Regions from separate parts of the Mus musculus genome. Here region 1 is linked to region 2. The links are chromatin contacts, called in public Hi-C maps. All regions are on one chromosome and are shown on one strand. The core of a region is the stretch at or near the end of the contact, and the rest is flanking DNA. Distances in the headings are between cores, read along the strand shown.

The links. Hi-C and Micro-C count contacts between places; a contact is called where the count stands out from the background.
Region 1: a contact with region 2 is called in a Hi-C map of the G1E-ER4 cell line, with 2.8 times the contacts expected there. The contact joins two enhancer-like sites. A contact is called at or near these places in 1 of 484 Hi-C or Micro-C datasets (the G1E-ER4 cell line), 2 of 115 datasets of contacts at active chromatin or transcription factors (embryonic stem cells and pancreatic cancer cells) and 1 of 9 other capture datasets (embryonic stem cells).

The regions. Positions count from the first base shown.
Region 1 is chr3:51,154,935-51,161,307 of GRCm38.p6, reverse strand. No RefSeq gene overlaps it. Among named protein-coding and RNA genes, the nearest start is that of Gm35891, 29 kb to the right of the region's middle. Within about 2 kb of position 4,042, at least 170 of the 459 cell types and tissues checked have an H3K27ac peak or open chromatin away from gene starts, as enhancers often do. A contact at or near this core is called in the G1E-ER4 cell line, where this site is marked.
Region 2 is chr3:50,606,424-50,612,631 of GRCm38.p6, reverse strand. No RefSeq gene overlaps it. Among named protein-coding and RNA genes, the nearest start is that of Gm6209, 23 kb to the right of the region's middle. Within about 2 kb of position 4,676, at least 39 of the 459 cell types and tissues checked have an H3K27ac peak or open chromatin away from gene starts, as enhancers often do. A contact at or near this core is called in the G1E-ER4 cell line, where this site is marked.

The DNA of each region.
Region 1 (6,373 bases), core at 2,793-5,292, 550 kb before region 2:
TCAACTACTCTCTATGACCCCTTCATACCACCAGTACCACCTTCGTGACTCTTACACATTACCAAGTACAGCTGCAGCAGGAGGTACAACTTTGGCTATCTCTGGAACACAGCTTCCTTGTGTTCTCAAAAAAGCACGTTGCAGAAGAATTCTTCTCAGTGATGCTGGTTTTTTTTTCTTAATCACTGCTAATTTCTTAGTTCCAGCTAACCAGCTTCAATTGTCCCAGTAGTCCCTTCTATTCTTGACTCTAAAGCCAGAGACACATGCCGTAAGCTGCCAAATTCTGCTGCTTGCTGGAACTGGAACACTACCTCAGCTTTCTGTTTTCCAGATCCTTCAATGCCTAAGCTTGACTGTCCTGGAACTTGTTGTGTAGATTGACCTTGAACTCAGAGATCTGCGAGGCTGTGTCTCCTGAATGCTAGGATTCAAGGCGTGTACACCATGGCTGGATTTCAGCTTTTAACACCACAGTGCTCAATGGCAGAAGATCAGAAACAATTAACCGCTCATTACTGTTTAACTGATTAAGCTCTGAGTGCATCAGTACAGTGGCATCAGAGCTACGGCACAATGTAGAACGGAAGATAATGAAGGTCCCTGTGAATTGCGGTGGAAGGACTGACTTTGCTTAAATGCAAGAGCGAATGGGGAAAACCAGCAAGGCACAGAACAATCCTAGAACGTACTGCGTTCAGATGTATGTGGCAGCATATGCCTGTAACCCTGCCACTTGAGAGGAGGGGGCAGGAGAATCAAGGCAAGACTCAGCTACATAGTGAATTCAAGGCCAGACTCGGCTACGTGAGACCGTCTTCATCCACGAGCGCGCGCACACACACACACACACACACACACACACACACACACACACACACACACACGATTCATACTCACTGTATTTGCATAAAGGAAGGCTGGAAGATACTTGATGATCTGATTAAAGTTTACCTTCTGGAGAACAGACTGAGGATAAGGCAGAATAAGTTGTTTCATTCTGGCCCTGTAGGGTTTTTTGTTTGTTTGTTTGTTTTTAATTTAAAACCTGCAAATGTTTTGCCTATCCAAAAGCATTGAAAAAGATCACCAGCACTTCTGATACTCTTTCCCCTCCTGCCTGTCTGGAAGTGGCAGTTGCAACACTTCTGTGGACTCATTTATCATTTATACAGCGAGCAGTGTCTCTCGCCTTAGGCTGGAGGGAACAGCTTAATGTGAAGGGAATGAGCGCGGCTGGAACTCAGTCAGCCAGACCTCATTTCAGATTTGGCTCCAGCTCTTGCTAGCTGTGTGATTCTGGGCAAGCCACTTCGCCTCTCTGAGCTTTGTACATGTTATAAATCTGGAGAATAAATTCGATGTTAAATAAGTCCTTCCATGATGGTTAACACTGAACGGTCAAATCGGGGATGGAAGCCCGTTGTTATATTTCATTTTCTTTGACTGAATCAATCCTGAGCGTGCCTAGTGCCAACTCAGACCCAGGGCTGCACATGAACACGAGATGGTATGGGTGGTGACAGGTTTGTTTCCTGAGGGATTGCAGGGACAGAAGCCATTCTGTTTTCAGCTCATAATTAGGACGAGTAAGCCCACACCTATCTCAGAATAAAGGGTAGAAATTGTTGCTTCTTCCCCTTCAAGGCATGCCCTGCCTTGTTTGCCAGCATCTACTGCTGCGAGAGGACAACCACCCATGAAATCAGGGTGCTTAGTGGCTGGGCTCCCCACCAGGACTCTGCAGGAGGGGTCAGGGGTCAAGCAGCAAGAGGCTCAGCCTTCCAGTTCCATTCCAGGCTCTTTATTCTGATGCTGAGCTCAGGGCACATCATTAATTCAACGCATAATTATGAGTACCTAGAGTGTGCCTGGCAACTGCTCGTGATTCAGAGAAACAAAGATCAATGAAGTCTGACTTTTGATCAAAGCTAAAATCAATCCTTCAGACATCTGTCCTGTGTTTACCTTGCTGGGTTCAATAAGTGGATTTTTTTTTTTTTTTTTTTTTTTGCAACTCCTTCCTTCCATATTGGCTCTGTCTTCCAATCCCTTTTAATTTTGACATTTAGACCTAGCGGAATATATATATATCTGAATAAAAAGCTTTTAAGGCCCAAAGCATTTAAGGCTATTAGTTTAAAGAAACATGTGCACATATTCACGGAGGGAATGGCTTTGAGTTTCTGCGTTGTGTCTGGCTTCACCCATATGCTGAAGTAGGACCACAGCAGAACAGGAAAGAGGAAGGCAGCCTGGATGTATTTGCATTAAGTCCCCTGATGAGGAAAAAAGGCAGTTCCTCAGGTTTGGATTTGTGGCTGGGGTTTGGAGCTTGTGACTTCTCATCCTCAACCTGGCTGTGAAGCCTCTCACCAACTCAAAGCTTAATGGCTCCTCTAATTCTGTCTTACTCGTCAGTGTGAAGGCATGATCATCATTAGGAATCTTTAAAGTACGGACTGGGGAGATGGCTCAGCAGGAAAGCACAGGACCTGGGTATGGGTCCCCAGCAGGAACATAAAAATCCGGGAACATAAAATACAGCACATTGTAATCCCAGCGTTGAGGAAGCTGAGATAGGAGGATCAATTTAGCATCTGCTAAACTGCCCAGATGCACACCCACACATAAATGAAGTAAAACATACTTTCAAACAAGGCCTTCCCAGTATCTTTAATGTCAGAGACACTTTGTATTCTAAGATAACTTAAGACCCAACAGGTCAGAAGGAAAAAAACGGTAGGCAGTTAGATTGATTTCTCACCCTATGGGAAATGCATAAGGCTGGAACCAAGCCTTTTCTCCTCTTAGCAGCAAATAGTAGTTTGTAGCCAGGCAGTGGTGGCACCCGCCTTTAATCCCAGCACTTGAGAGCCAAAGGCTAGTAGATCTCTGAGTTAGAGGTAAGTTTGCTCTACAGAGACAGTTTCAGAACAGCTAGGGAGGGCTACAGATACAATTTGCAAAACTCATGAAGCTCAAGAAGATGGAAGACCAAAGTGTGGATACTTTGTTCCTTCTTAGAAGGGGGAACAAAATACCCATGGAAGGAGTTACAGAGACAAAGTTCGGAGCTGAGAGGGCAGGAAGGACCATACAGAGACTGCCCCACCCTGGAATCCACCCCATTATACAACTACCAAACCCAGATACTATTGCAGATGCCAACAAGATTTTGCTGACAGGACCCTGATATAGTTGTTTCCTGTGAGGCTATGCCAGTGCCTGGCAAATACTGAAGTGGATGCTCACAGTCATCTATTGGATGGAACACAGGGTCCCCAATGAGGAGCTAGAGAAAGTACCCAAGGAGCTGAAGGGCTTTGCAGCCCTATAAAAGGAACAACAATATGAACTAACCAGTACCCTCAGAGCTTGTGTCTCTAGCTGTATCTGTAGCAAAGGATGGCCTAGTTGGCCATCAATGGGAGGAGAGACCCTTGGTCTGGCAAGGATCATATGCCCCAGTATAGGGGAATGCCAGGGTCAGGAAGTGGGAGTGGGTGGCTTGGGGGAGCAGTGGGGAGTGGGAGGGGGGGAAGGAGGGTATAGGGGATTTTGGGAGAGGAAACTAGGAAAGGGGATTTCATCTGAAATGTAATGAAGAAAACATTTAATTAAAAAAGAAAGAGAGAAAGGAAGGAAGGAAGGAAGAAAGAAAGAAAGAAAGAAAGAAAGAAAGAAAGAAAGAAAGTGTCTCCTTGGCCAGCTGAAGGAGGAGAAAGGTTTCAGAAAATGCCAGGTAGAAGATGCCAGAGGAGCCTATCTGCCTGTGTGGGGGTCTCTCCCATGTTAACAGCACCTTCTAGAGTTCTGGGAAATGAGGCCGAGAGGCTCCAAGTGGTGACCTTGGGTGGGTGACAGTGCTCAGGCAGCTGCTGAGCTTGATTGAAGGAGCTGTTAGTTTCCAGTCGCCTCTTGGAGAGCATCCATCTTCATCCCCACCCCTGACTCCAAAAGGGCAAAGCCTGCTGAGAGCTCCGAGGCTCAGGACTCAGGTTGTTCGAGTCATTTGCTGCAATGTTGATCCTGTCCTCTCTGTGTACTTTGCCAGCTTGAAACGAAACAGCGCTGCTATGGAAACCGCAAACACCAGGCAATCCTGGCCCCTGCACTTGGCAGCCCAGCCAGGGAGAGATAATGGCTTCTGTTGTTATCTATTGGACGCTGATGCTCAGCCGGTTTTACCCTCAGGGCCCTGACTAGGGATGGGCTGACACTGTACCATAAGTGCTCTCTTGTCTGTTCCCTAGGCTCCTGATGCAGGCTAAGATAACCAGTGCAGCCAGGGTACCCTTCATTATCCCGGTGACAGCCCCGTGTTTTACACTTCCCTGCCGTCTGTGGTCCCTCATCTCAGGTTACTCTGAAGGCTTAAAACCATCCTCTGAACTGCTTGGCAGGCCTACATCCTGTTTTCCAGAACTAATGGACACAGTTTCGGATCACGTGCTTCATTTGTGGGTTGGGAAAGGCAGCAACGCCCCCTAGCGGAGCATTTTGTCGTGCTCAGAGCAGGTGGCTGGGCAACTTGGTCCTTGGAATGAATATGAATGACAGCCATCTGAAAACACATTTAGTGTGAAAAAGCAAAAGACTATTAAAACCTGTTTGTTGGCTGCAACATTTAATAAGAGGTCAGTTTGCTATATGCAACGTCAACAATGATGACGGGAGGAAGTAAAGTCGTAGGTTGGGTAGTCAGAGGCCTTTCACCTCCCCCTGAGCTGCCAGGTTAAATCAAACATGACCTAGCAGGCAGGAGGCGTGGGCAAACACAGCTGTGTTTAGAATGCGCTGATGTCTTGGTCTGTTTTTCCAATATTTGTGCTTTGGAAAGAGCTTTCTGCTTGAAATGAGCTTCTCCTGCGTTTGGAACTTCTACGCATGGGAGGAGAAAACCATGCCACCTCTGTTTCCCAGATATCTCAGGGTCTTTCTCGCCCTCCTGAAACAGGCTATTTTTCTCAGTAACGTCCATTTTCTGCGGTTTGAAACTGCTCTTTTCTGGAAGAGATAATCGTGGGGAAAAAAAAATCTTCTAACCCATTTGCTTGCAAATGGCAAGAAATGTTTGATATTCTTGAAGTTCTTGCCACATAAAGCAGGGTGATTTTCAAATTCTATTTGATCCTTCTGAAAGCTAGCTAGCCTTGTTCTCTGAAAAATTGTAGCACAGGCACAGAAAAATGCCTCTAATTTCTGCCTATTACTTCTTCTTCTTTTTCTTTTTTTGTCTTTTTCTGTAGGATGTTGCTCTCAAGGATATGTGGAAGAGAGACGTGAGTCAGGCCTTTGCCATTAATGGTTGTCCCTTGCCCCAGAGGGAAAGCCAGCAATGTGGTATCGTGCTATGAAGATAGTGGGATAGATACTTACATGTGGTGAATGAAAAGCTCCGGGAAGGTCTTGGCATAACCGAGTTAGTCAAGTTATGAGTCATTAGTCAATGGCTCAGTTTCATATGTCAGGCCTCGGATGGTCTTCCTTTTATTTGACAACTGGAACATTTGGCAAACATCCTGAGTGGTTTTGTGTTTCATGAGGCAGAGTACAGAGAGAGCCCAGGGGTTGGGGACCTGGCCCAGCTACAAAAGTGCTTTCTCAGCAACTGTGAGGATTTGAGTTTGGAGTTTTCAGAACTCTAGAAAGAGTCAAGTGTGCATGCCTGTAATCTCAGAGCTGGTGAGGCAGAGACAGGCTGGAAGATTCTCTTGGGCTTGTTTTCAAATCAGTCAAATCAGCTCTTCATTCAATGAGAGACCCTGTCTCAAAAACAAAACAAAAGACAGACAATCTTGCCCCCAAACAAAACCAAATCAAACAAAACAACAGCAGCAACAACAAAAATAGTGGAGAGTAGTTGAGAAAGATAACTGATATTTACACTTGCTTACACACACACACACACACACACACACACGCACACGCACACGCACACGCACACGCACACACACACGTGCACACGCACATGCACACGCACACACACACTTGCAAGAAACCTTGTGGAAGGAAAAGCTGGAGTCTGTCCTCTATTGGGGCAGTGACTTCCTCTTTGAGAAGCCTGTATCCTGGAATCCTGGGCGGTTGTCTGTAGCGTGCGTGATGACCTGGCTGAGAACAGGGAAAGCACTCTAGCAGAGGACTCAGGATCAAGGACAGGGATGTACCCTCTTGCTGACACCAAAAAGAGTGGCCCTTTGAAAGGGGACACAAAGCACAGCTCTTATCAGTGGCTGCTCACACTAGTTGGTACTGTTAGCTGAGTGTCCACACAGCTCGGTTCTGCTGGACACTCTGTATCCGTCCTCATCAGCCTTCATGAGGACTCCATGGCATAGATGGGCTTCTCCTATTTTACAGGAAAGGG
Region 2 (6,208 bases), core at 3,427-5,926:
AACTCATAGAAACTGAACAACCAACCAGAAAGCATGCCTGGGACAGACCTAAGTACCCTACACATCGATAACAGATGTAAAAAATGGTCTTTAGGTGAGAACCTAACAACTGGAGCAGATCCTGTCTCTGACTCTGTTGCCTGCTTTTGGATCCCTTTCCTCTAACTGGGCTGCTTCGTCTAGGCTCAGTAGGAGAAGGTGTGCCTAGACTTACTGCAACTTGATATGCCGAGGTGGTTGATATTCATGGGAGACCTTTCCTTCTATGGAAGAAAGGAGTGGTGTGTGGGAGTAGGGGAGGTAATAGGGAGGGCCTGGAAGGAGAGGAGAGAGAAGCTGTGATTAGATGGTAAAATAAATAAATTAATAAAAATGAAAAAAAATTTAAAAAAGAACCCAACAAATGGTGGCAATGGAAGAACAGCTGCTTCCTGCTTATAGCAGATCTGACTGAGCCGTGAAATTTATATGGACTTTAAAGGAAAAGGTTTATTGAAGAGGAAACTTCTAGTTTCTTTGGAAAGTCATGTCCAATGATGTTTGGCTGGGGCACACAGGTGAAATGATGTCTTGCTAAAGCAAACACTTGAAAGACTGTTTTCCTGAAACAGACACAGGTGAAAGGACATTTGGACATAGCTGACACATGAAAGAACCTGGGATGAAGGAGTACAAGTATGACCTCACAGACCGTGGGGGGTGAGCACCGAGCCTTGGTTTGGTTTGCTCCGCCTCATTATTCTTTGCTAATGACATACATATATTGGTTTGCCTTACACAGCATTGTTGAGCTCAACTTGTGATAGCAGTGCCATTGAAACACATACACCTCAAGTACTGCTCTCAGGGTTCCCGTGGCAGCTTGCCGCTTCTGCAACCTCACCTTAGGTGGTTGGCTTGCCTGGTGGTTTCTTCAGGATTGAACTACCTCTGCCTTGTGTCTGCTTGCTGAAAGGTCTGGACTGTAACTACCAGTTCGTGCCTGGTGTCTGCCTGCTTAGAGCAGTGGTCTGCTGTCAAAGAAGATCAAGCTTGCCTCAAAAGAACTATTGTTGAACAGGTCCACTTCCCCTGTATCCTAATAACTTTTCTCTTCCACTCCCTTTGCTGGGTAGTGGGCTAGAGGAAAGATTTAACCTTATTAAAAGTAAGTTGCAAAAAAAAATTTATGTCTACAGTTTATTTTTTGTGATTCCAAATGATGTGTATTTGTGTGTGAGATGGGGTATGTGTATATACGTGCAGGTGTCTGCAGAATCTGAATGCTTTTGATCCCCTGTAACTGGGGGTGGGTAGTTGTGAGGTACCTGATGTGGGTGAACTCTGGACCATTGCAAACTCTGTAAGTACTCGTAAATGCTATGCCATCTCTCTAGCTCTTGTGTGTCCATTTTCGCAACCACCCTGTCAATTGAAGTAGCCATTAGCTGAAGCGAATGGCCTCATGAATGTGACAATTTAAACTTAAGTTAGTCCAAATTAAATAGGAAAAATTTGTTTCCCTAGTCAGAGCAGCCATGCCATTACGCACTCAGTGCCTACATGAATCTAATGGCCACTGCAATGGCTGTGTAGTTATTGAGTGCTTTCCACAATGCAGGAGTTAAGAGGACTTATTCTGGAGTGCTGAAGAACCTGTTATCCTATTTACACTCTCATCATTACCCAGGAAAAAACTGGTGATTCTTTTCTCAGGCAGTTGAATGTCTGGTAAAGGTTGATCAATGGCTGAAATTCAAATCAAAAATTGATTCACAGGTGCTAAGTTATATGACAAGAGGGCCACAGCGTTCTAGTCTGTGGTTGCACAGTAGAGTTGCTGTAGATAATGGTAATGTACTATGCCTTTCAAGAGGTTAGAAGGGGCTTGAATGCTTTCACAGTAAATAGTGTGCAATGAGTACCCTGATTTAAATGGCGTAATACAGATAGTCACTGCAGTATCGCCTCCAGATCTCTGCTCAAAATTTCTAGAAGTTTTCCTTCCTTCCTTCCTTCCTTCCTTCCTTCCTTCCTTCCTTCCTTCCTTCCTTCCTTCCTTCCTTCCTTCCTTCCTTCCTTCCTTAGGCTGGCAAATCCATACATATTACGGGTCCTCCTAATTTTTTTAAAAAATTATTCTCTGCAAAAAGTCTTCTTCAGCTCCTTAGATAATGAGAAAACTGCTGATGCCTAGCTAGAACCTATGCCATTGCCTCTGGGAATCCAGTGGGGTTCAAAGATGAAGTGACCTGGGCAACAGCTTTCTGCATTACATTATCACCTGTCACTACCTCTTACATTCTTGGTAAGAACAAGGTGGCCCTCACCACTCAGGGCAGGACCTTGAGTACCAGCCAGGTGCTCAGCAGCTTGCTTGACCTCATTAAAATTGAGCGATCAAGTTAATGTTTGGGTTTGAGGCCAACTCTCTTAAAGCTGTTTAAAGTTTCGAAGAATGTTATCAGACAGGAGATTTGGCTTCTGATCTTTTCTTTGTCTTTTCTAGAACAACTTGAATGGAAACAGACTAAGTGGGAATTAGATCTATAGACTGGACTAAAGGCAAAATTTATGTGCTAGAGAAAATTACATTCGGTACTTGGCTAGTTACCTTATCTTTATTTTTAGTTCTGCAAATCTAGAAAATAGAAAAATTAATCATTATGGTTAAATGAAAACTTGGAAGCTACAAAATTGACGTGAGCACTGGCCAGGAGAGCAAATCATGATGGCGCGTGTTTGTTTTCAAGAAGTAGAGATGGGCTCCTGACAACTTCTACTCAGCACTGTGCTGGCTCACAGCCTGACCTGTGTTTTCATGTCTGCCCTGCTGAAGGTCAAAAACTGAATTTAGATGACAGAGAAAGTATAGTACAAGGGAACCGGTGCAGTTCCTAGCGGCTTTGTCAAGATCATGTGGGACTGGTAACTGATCAGATTTCTGAAGGCTGCGGATTTTCCTGAACATAAATCAAATCTCCGCCTATGAAGCATAACGCCTTTCCCTTTCAGTTTAATTATTTACTGCCGAAGGACATGCTTCTGCTCTTGTATAGGCTCCAGTGAACTTCCCCGCACAGTGGTCCTGTCAGGCTGGTGCAAATGCCTTCACTAATTGGTGTCCTGCCCTGTTGTCCTCATGCTGAGTTCAGCATGAAGCCAGTCGCTCTCAAAGAACAGGCTCAGTGTGATGAAAGTAGCCCTGCAGACCACAGATGTGTGGTGCCTGAGAGTGTTTGTTCAGTCAACATGGACACTTTTCAAACACAAATAATACAGGTGGCCAGAGCTGATTGTTACTGTTAACTCTCATGGTCAGAAGACTCCCTGAACTTGTGGGCATTCAGATACCCATTAGAGATTGATGACTCTGGTGTTAATCGCCCTAAAAAGTATTCTTGGCCACCGAGAACCCAGAAGACTAAGGATGAATCCTCACTATTGTATGCCTATAATTTTATTGAGGTTACAAAGGAGACTTCTGGGCAATAGCATTGGCCATTTTGTCATGTAGCTGTATTTGAATTCCCTTGTGTACAAATTTATCTTTAGTGTCTATAAGTTGGTTAATGTTCTCCTTCAATCTGAAAGTATGAACGTATATGACATAAGAGGGATGCAGAATAGAAGTGAGGACTATAGAGCAGATCATGACTTAAGCTTTGAAAATTATTCTTTACAGAAATTGAAAATAGGAACGAATGAATGAGGCAGGCATCTTTCACCTCAACCTGACAAAATCATCATGCTATCGTTATACACTCAGAATCTAACCATTCTGAATATGTTACAATTTCCACACGCCCTTACCTTCATTGCACGAGCAGAACTTGGCAACTTCTCAGTGAAGTAAATACAGCAGCTATCATAATGCAGAATTTCAGATGCTCAAGTTGGAGATTGCCCACTTCTTTGATCGCAAGCATAGTTCTCCACAATTCACAATGAAAGCCCAACTTCCGTGCTTTGGTGACGATAGTCAATCTTTTAAATATTTTCACATATGAAATATATAGACTCTTACCCAGGCACAGTGACATATCCCTGTAATCCGGCTCTTGGGAATCAGAGCTGAAGGACTGTCTTAAGGTCGAGGCTTGGTTAGTATAGCAAGTCAGGCCTATGCAATAAACCCCTGTCTCAAAAAACCAAACCAAACCAAACCAAAGCCTATAACCCTGTACTGCGTAGCATGTACACTGGCTTAGTTGGCCAAAGATTGGTTGATTTTCAATGTTCTGGTCCTACTTCTCTGAAATGAAATTATAAAATTGTGTTTTCCTATGTTTCAAAGATATATAGGTAGGTATTTTCAGTATTTGTAGAGATGGGGGTGGAGTAATCTGGCCTGCTCATAGCTGTGCCGGCAGGCAGCTGATGGTATCAGGTGAGTAAAGGGGAAAGGAGTAAAGCTGCTGGTGAAACCCAGCTTCTTAAAGCTGAAAGAAGCAGACTCAGACATAAAAGGAATGCATACTGAGATTAGCCTTGCAGACCCTTACAAAGAGTGGCTCTGCTACTTTGCCTCCTCCTCTCCTTCTTCCTTCCTCTCCTCCTTCTCTCTCTCCTCTCCTCCTCCTCTTCTGAGAAAAAAACAAACGCTGGACAATTCTGGCAACTTTATTTGCAGTGTGACTGTTCTGCCTAAGCAATAAAGAGGAAGAGGTCAGGGTGCAGAGTTTGTCATGGCTCCTTGAGACATCCTGACCTTGTGTTTCAGAAACAGTCATGCATCTTCCCACGCCATACCAACAAGTCACAAGGGGAACCACAAAAACGCTCTTTCCCAAGTTCAAGAATAGCCACGGGCTCCCCTGTTAAGTGATGTTTTTCTTTCTGGCAGTGAATTTTCCGTGGGGCCAAAATTTCCTCTAAGCAAGAGGCAAACGTTTACGTGAATTTCATCAGGATTCAACAAAATTATTACATGTAGCTTTGGATGTACTAAGGTAGACTTTTTTTTTTTTTTTTAGATTTAAATTGCTTATAGTCATATGACTGTTTTAGTGAGTCAACACCTTGACAAATAATATTTTGCTTGCAACTTCTCTGCTTACAAAAGACATCTTCAGGGGACCTGGTCTGGCTGTTTTGAATGGCATTAACCTCAAAGGGCATTCTACAGATTCTCTCATTTCTGCCCTGAGTCTCCCTTTAGTAGTTGGGCCAAATCCTCTTTATCTTGGGACACAGGGAAAAGACTTTTATTCTTGTTTTCAAAAATCTTGCTGATTTGCTGAACAAACCTCCAGCTTGATCTTTTTCCTTTTGTAAGTTACATAAGTCATGCTGTGTGAACTAACATCTTGTCACTCATTGTCCTAAAGCAAGCCAAACTGGTGAGAAACCACCTACTGCTGAACTTCAAGCCCGTGCCAAAAAGGCAAGAGCTGCATGCTGTTCTGTTGTGTCCTTGAGTGATCAAACAGTTCTGAGAGCAAACAGGAGCTTCAGCAGCAGGATTCACAGGGTTTCAGGAGCCAAGCAGAGGGCAGAGAAGCCAGGGAGGGCTTTTCTTAAGGTAAGGGGACACTTGCAAATACAGGCACACTAGCTTTGCTCTTTGATTGGGGGCACTTGAACACTCCCAGAGTAGGCAGGCTGATGCAAATGTTGCTTAGAGAGTGGAAGAACATCAGAGCACCATGACCAGGGGGCTTCTCTTTCTCGCTTGCTGTTCACTTGCCAATATTTAGGTGCATACTTATATTCTGAAATTGTTCTGGAACAGTCCAAGGTATCTCAGTCTCTTGTGTGGCTTCACATACATATTTACACACGTGTGTGTATGTGTGCTTCACAGTGACCTATTCCAGCCTGCTAGTTAAGGCTGTCCAGTCTATCTTTTGTAAAGGGAATGAGAAAACTGATCTGAATAAGGGAGTGAATGAGAAACAATTGTTCTAAAGCCACTGTTAGCTTCAGAAAGATGTTTATATTGACTAAAACAAAATCTCAATATTGCTGTCACTGAGAAGAAATATCTTCCCAGGATCATCTTTGCAAGGTCAATAATTCAGTAAAAAGTGAGTAACTTTAAATCCATGTAGTTCTTGTACCTGAAGGTACAGAACCAATATTGTATTATACATTAAAACTTTTAGAGTAACATTAGGTGTTGAAGATAGTGAAAGGGGATAGCTGCTATATTTTTTTTTATTTAATTGAACTTAAAAAAAACATATTTACTTTATATCCTGCTCACTGCCCCCTCCCTGTTGCCCCC